Linked DNA regions of Gossypium hirsutum: region 1 is linked to region 2. A link is a contact called in public Hi-C data. All regions are on one chromosome and are shown on one strand. Each heading gives the region's core, a stretch centred on a gene start, on an enhancer-like site or on the middle of the called end of the contact. The rest is flanking DNA. Distances are from core to core; before and after follow the strand shown.

Region 1 (3,399 bases), core at 162-2,661, 130 kb after region 2:
AAGTTTTGATAAGTTAGTAAACTTCAACTGGATTTATGATTAATAATAATAGCAAAGTATCTTTTAAATTAATAAGAAACAAATTTAAAGAAGTAATTGGAAGAAGTATTAATAAATTTCCATTTTAAGCAATTTGATTGAATTAGAATTTTGGAGTCATCATCCAAAAAATTAATATTTTCAATAAAAAACAATATAATAGAAATTTTCTATAAAAAATTGGAAAATAATAGGAAAATTTGAGCTATTTATTACTTAATAAGTAATATTTTCAATTAATAGAATAAAATGAAATGCTTAAAATTTAAGTATAAAATGTAGAATTTTATTTTATTTTTATAATTTAAAATTTATATTTATCAATCAATCTATGTTTCATTCTAAGTAATATATCAAAAAAATTTATAATTTAAATTCAGTAGTTAAATTACTTAATTTTTCAAGTCATCAACAGTAGCTTAGACTGTTAAATGGATGAAAATAGCTGTAAAAATGATGTACGAAGAAGAATTTAGATATAAAATAACTTGGAGGGTAGAAATATAAGTTTTATTTGGAAATTTATATTTTAACGTATTGTGATTTTTTAAGAATTCATTTGTTAGAAATGTAATATAAAATAGGTTAAGTTTTGTTATTAGTCCATGTACTTTGTAAAAGTTATAGATTTAGTCCTTGTAGTTTTAGTTGATCATTTTAGTCTTTGTACTTTTCAAGTTGGTCACTTTTAGTCCCAATACTTTTTAATTTTTGAAAATTTAGTCTCGACATGAATAATAGTAATTAAATCTGTTTGATTAAATTTAATTCATACAGTTATATATTTAATCCATTTTCTAGAATTAGATCATTATAAGTCCCTATACTTTTCAAATTTTGAAATTTTAGTCTTATCGCAAATTATAGTCGTTAGTCCATTAACTGAATTTTTAGTGAGTAATATGTGAAAATAATAAACCGACATGGTATTACACATGATAACATGTCTGGCACATCATGTCTTAGAAATAGTAGAATTTTATTTAATGAATTTAACAGTTACTATTTGGTGAGGATTGCAATTTTAACCTTTGAAAAGTATAATGACTAAAAATGACTAAATAAAAATATAGGGATTAAATCCACAACTTGACAAAAATTGACAAAAAATATAAAATTGAGGACTAAAAATATTATTTAAATCCACAACTTGACAAAAATTGACAAAAAATATAAAAATTGAGGACTAAAAATTTTATTATACCAACTAAAAAAATTGCCAGAGCGGAGTGAGAACAACAATTTCGAAATGTTTAATGATTAAATTGTAACTTATTTTAATTAAGTGACCAAAAATAGAACATACCCATAATTTAGTGACTAATGTTAGCTTACCCTCAATTTTATTTAATTTATTTTCCCATTTTGTCTCGTGAGCAAAGTTTTTAAAGCATGTGCTCAGTAAACTGATCTTCTGCACCCTACTTCCAGTCTTTTGGTAGTTTATACTTAACATCAACAAAAGATATGAGATCTGAGTGAAAATTTAATTTTCGTAAATCTCTCCTTTTCTGGTACTCGTTTCTTCTTCTTCTTCTTCTTCTTCTTCTTCTTCTTCTGCTATTATCCAAAGCGCAGATTTTAATTTTACTTCAACAATGGCCGATGAACCTTTGCCCTCTCGCTGGTCTTTTCTGGTACTCGATCTCTTTCTCTCATTTTTCCTGTTTGATTGCAGTAACGAATTTGACAATGAAAACTCACTGAACTGAACTGCATGAAGTTTATTTGACTTGCTTCTATTGACTTTACTCTTCTTTAATAAAAATTTACTCATTTCTTTAGCTTAAATTGCTTTGGATTTTATAAACTTCTTTTTGTTGTTGTTGCTTCCTTTTCTTTATGCTCTTTGAATTTGTGAACCGTGATCTAACTGTATGAAGCAATGTAGAGAAGAATAAGGGGAAAAGAGAGAGAGAGAGTAAAGTTCAAAGCATTTTATTGAAGTGATAATATGATTATTTACTGGATTTTAAAATGTTCTACGATGCCAAGTTTGGGAGGAAGAGATTAGCTGAGCCACAAGATGATCAAGCTGCCGATGCGCCCGTCTCCAATGGCACTGATTCGAATGTGACCTCTAATGGAAACCATTCTGTCAAGAACACGTCTGAAATGGCTATTTACGAGCAGTACCGAAAACAGGTATATTTTTTTAGCTTTTTAAATGTAAAAAAAAAAGGAAGCATTTTTGTGTATTTCTTAATTGTTTTGCTTCTTTATTGTTCTGTATTGTCTTGAGGATGCGAACGGGGTGCACTCTAATGGTGCGGTGTCTAATGGATTTGATTCAAGACCGTATGTTCATTTCTTCCTCTGATTCGCAACATAATAAATTTGTTTATTTACACTTTAGAATATGTATATTTCTCAACATTGATAACTCCGATTAACATTCTTATGGTTAATGAGAATCAAGAATAATTCTCCAGTTCTTCAGAAAATGACGATTTTGATGTTTCCGTTTCTTTTGTCAAGGCAAAAGTCTCTTCTTCCTGCTTTTGAAACTGCAGAAATGCGTGCTTTAGGGGAGAGTTTGAGTAGGTAATTATAAAAACCAGGAACTTCATTGGTGGTAGAAATGAAGTTTTAGCTCTAGTGGTTTATTCTTTGACATTAAAAATTTTGTCTACTTCATATCATCTTACATCATCCCTTTCAGGGACATTGTTCGAGGAAATCCAGATGTTAAGTGGGAAAGCATAAAGGGGTTAGAGAGCGCTAAACGTTTGCTTAAAGAAGCTGTCGTTATGCCAATAAAATATCCCAAGTAAGTGTTTTTATTCTTAGAAAAGGAGTCATCTGTTTTTTCTCGACTGCTTGATTATTTTTTCTGAGTCTATAATAATCTGTCATTTTGTGAATTTTTGTTATCTGTGTTGTATTTAAACCTACCATTGTGCAGTTTTCCCATTATTTAAGTTTCATTTTGTCATATGAAGTGAATAAAGTGGGCAACGTGTTTGCCCAATTGAGTAGAAATTTTTCATAAGAAAATTTTCAAGGCACTCTGTGCGTGAATCCTACATTTAGCGTAAAGCTTAATAGAACTGCAAAGGGCTACAACTTCCATTCTATTACAATGTTATCAAGTTGGTAAGATTCCAAAGCTGGTACTCTCAAAAGTACAAGGAATAATTCTTTTAATTGTTTTATCTTGATTGAAAAGAAAAGCAGATGTGGGACTTTGGAGGGCTTAAATCCTACCTAAGTTAGTTCTCTTGAAAGTGGACGGAGTGTATTACCAAGAGATTCAAACTTCTTTTCATAATGTATAGCTGTTCACCTTTATAATATTAGTTCTTTTGCTGCTTCCCTCTTACATACTTGAGAGTTGAGATCAATGAAAATATTCTGTAA
Region 2 (3,445 bases), core at 836-3,335:
CTCTTCTGGGTTTCAAAATTTCCTCCAAAAGTATCGGCTTTCCCATGTAAATACCTCAGAGCCGGCAAAAATGCTGAAGAATTCTTACATAAATTATGGATCTCCCCCACCACCATTCCATAATCTGATCACAAAACAAAAAAACCCTTTAGCCCAAAATCACTAAAAAAATCATGAAAACCGAAGCATTAAACAAAAAAGAAATCAAAGGAAATACCAGAGAAAAAAACAGGGGAGGAACAAGAATGGCGGTGAGTGGTGATGGCATACTTGTGTTCTCCATAGGAAGAAGGGTAATAAAAGAGAGGGGATTGAATAGGGTCGGAAGGGGACGATCGGAAGAGGCAAGTGGTGGGGGAGACGGAGCGGTAAAAAGCAAGGAAGAGAGTGGTGAAGAGGTACAAAACAGAAATACAGAGAAGTTTTGATTGGAAGAACAGAGGAGTTCTCGTGGCCGTTACCTTCCCCATAAAAGCGCTTCACTATTATTTGTTTTCATTTAGTGTGTGTGTGAGCCTTCCTTCTATAACGTTTTCCCATATTGATGTTGTCATCATCCCTCATCTTTCATTTATCCTTTCTTCTTTTGCTTTTTCAACTATTTTCTTAAAAAATTCTCCTTACTTGCTATTTATAATACAGATACATCCATCAAGAAGTTTTAACTAAATTTTATCATAAATCGAAATATCAATATGGACAACAACATTGAACTAGTTAATTTAAAAACCAGTATCAGGTAGTTGAACTAGTTAATTTAAAAACCAGTATCAGGTAGTTGAATGACGAATTAATGACTTAATCGATTCGATTATTGGTCCGGTTCATGGGTAGGGCTATTTTTCTACGCTTGAAGACTCGTTCAAAATTTGGGAGGGTTTGGGTAAAAATATTATGCCCGAAAAATGGGCTTAAGTAAAAAATTAAGCCCGTTTAAAATATGAGTCGGGCTTGGGCTTGAACATTCAAGGCTCGAGCCCAGCCCGGCCTGACCAATTTTTAAGTTTATAATACTTTATATTATACTATTTTTGTATATTATGTAATTTAGAACACATTAAAAAAATAAACTTATACTAAATATATAATACTACTCTAATGTAAACATTAAAATAATATGAAGATGACTATATAAAAAATTTCAATAAATAAAAAATGTATAAAATTATTAAATATTAAAATAATATTGTAAACGGGCCAATTTGCCCGGTCCACGTCAGAACCAAAATACAAAATAAAGAAACAAAAAACCAATAATTAATTAAATGTCCTTTTACAGTCCAAAGCCCAAAATTAATTCAAGACCCTAAAACCCAAATAACCCCAAATTAAACCCCAAAATTACATCAGCCCAAATAGCCCAAAAATTTTAGAACAGGCAGAACTCTAGGGTTCTCTCCTTTGCGCCACAGCCAAGCCTCCAGCACCGTACACTCCGTACCATCCAGCAACCACGCCCGCGCCAGCACAGCCCCGTACTCGCGCCAACGCATGCTCCGTACTTGCAAACAAATGGGGCAAACACAGCAGCAAATACAAATAAAGAACAAAAATTGTATTCTTTTTTTTATTTTATTTTTTGAACATTCAGCTATAAAGACTAGGATTTTCGATTGTAAATGGGTTCCTTTTTATGAACACACGCACATTTACAAACACAGAGACAATCGCAATCAATCGAAAAACAGAGAAGGTGATTTTCCTTTTCTTTTTAATCCTCTGTTCTTTTTACTTATTTCAATCGATTTCTTTATCATTTTACACCAAAAAAAGGTCAAAAAAAAGCAAGAGAAAAGGAACGAAACTTACCTGCGTTTGATGCCTTCGAATCCTCACTTGTTTCGCCGCGATCGAAACCAAGTGGCGATTCGGGGTTTGTGAGCAGGACACACGAGTCTTTCGGTCCGATGAAGCCTTGATTGACTCTTGAATGAGTCGAAAGGAGAGGCAGGAGAACAGACCTTCGAAGGGCTGTTAAACGGCGAAGGGTTGGGGGCACCCTAGTTTTTTTTTTCTTTCTTGCTTTTTGAAAATGGCTGCACACCCTTTTAGGGTTTATTTCGGTGACCATAAGGGCCCTTCAGACGTCACCGTTTTAGGCTAAATTAATGGCCTCAAAACGACTGCGTTCAAGGCTACAGCCCGATGACCCGACCCGCACACGCTCAAGATCCCCGTGTCTAGTTGCTGATGGGATATTTTCAACAGAGGTCCCTCCTCTTTTGCGCTGCATCTCAATTAGCTATTTTGTATTTCTTTTGTTTTTTTAATTCGTCCTGTAATTTGCGCTTATTTGCAATTAGATCCGAGCCTTTGCATATTGCCAGTTTTAGTCCCTTTGCATTTGCACGCATGGCATATTGGTCCCTGTCGTCATTATTTTTTTATTTCCTAATTTTCCCCTTGTTTTAATTTAATTTTAATTAAATCCTTTTAGTTTATAACTTTTATTCTTAATTACTTATTTGTACAATTGTTTTGAAGATTTTTTTTTATGTTAATATTTCGTATTTCTTTTATTTTCTATATATATATTTGTACATGCATAATTTTGTTTTGTTTTATAAAGTCATCATTTTAAATTTCTTTTTTTTTGCGTTAAGCTATTTTAATATCCTTTTATAACTTTTTGTTTAAATATTAATATATATGTATACTTTGTATTAAAGTTAATTTTATTTTATATGTACATATTATTAACCTTATACTATTTTACGTACATGATTTCTTTTAAATTTATTCTTGTATTTTTGTTATATAATCCTACATGATGTGTCTTTTAAATCATTATTATCATAAGTGTGTATATATTTATTAATGACTGTATTTCATCTAGATATATATTTCTAAATCTATACGTTTTATACATATAGTTTTCTTATATATATAAGCACATTCTTAAAGCTATTATATAATTTATTATAAAATTAACTTAACCTTGTATGTATTTCTATGTTTTTACAAATAATTGTTTTTAAAGTTATTTATGTATATATGTTCTGTAAATCTATTGTGTATATTACCTAGGATTATATTTTATCATGCATTCTTGCTATTTTTTTATATACTACATATGTTATTTAAATTTTATTTTATTGTGTGTATTTTAGCCAATATTTTTAACACTTTATACATTATGTATTTTTTAAAAAAATATTCATTCTATAACACATTTTTTAATGATTGCATGTGTATATTAAGCTTGTCTTTACAAATGTTTTCTAATTTATCAATCCATCAATTCATATAGTGTGTATCATGTACTTATCATTGTTTTAAAATAGTTTTATACCATGTTGCTTCTTTGGTTTGCATTTTGTTTTGTACATCTAGTAGTAACCATTTTATATTATGACATGTATGTTGTCGTTGCATATTATTTATTCATTGCTTTATATTGTCATGTTAATTATTCTCTATGCATGATCGAAATTGAATTATATTT

The links. Hi-C and Micro-C count contacts between places; a contact is called where the count stands out from the background.
Region 1: a contact with region 2 is called in a Hi-C map of leaf, with 2.3 times the contacts expected there. The contact joins the promoter of LOC107942574 here to the promoter of LOC107935881 in region 2. A contact is called at or near these places in 7 of 34 Hi-C or Micro-C datasets (cotyledon, hypocotyl and leaf).

Annotation. Positions count from the first base shown.
Region 1 is chrA10:3,934,568-3,937,966 of Gossypium_hirsutum_v2.1, forward strand. It overlaps LOC107942574 (katanin p60 ATPase-containing subunit A-like 2), which reads left to right and starts at 1,412. Exons shown (of 11, transcript XM_016876273.2): 1 at 1,412-1,676; 2 at 2,035-2,184; 3 at 2,282-2,337; 4 at 2,518-2,583; 5 at 2,702-2,809. The coding sequence starts at 1,638.
Region 2 is chrA10:3,800,900-3,804,344 of Gossypium_hirsutum_v2.1, forward strand. It overlaps LOC107935881, which reads right to left and starts at 2,086. Exons shown (of 2, transcript XM_016868510.2): 1 at 1,810-2,086; 2 at 1,146-1,501. The coding sequence starts at 2,071. The coding sequence ends at 1,347. It also overlaps the pseudogene LOC107935895.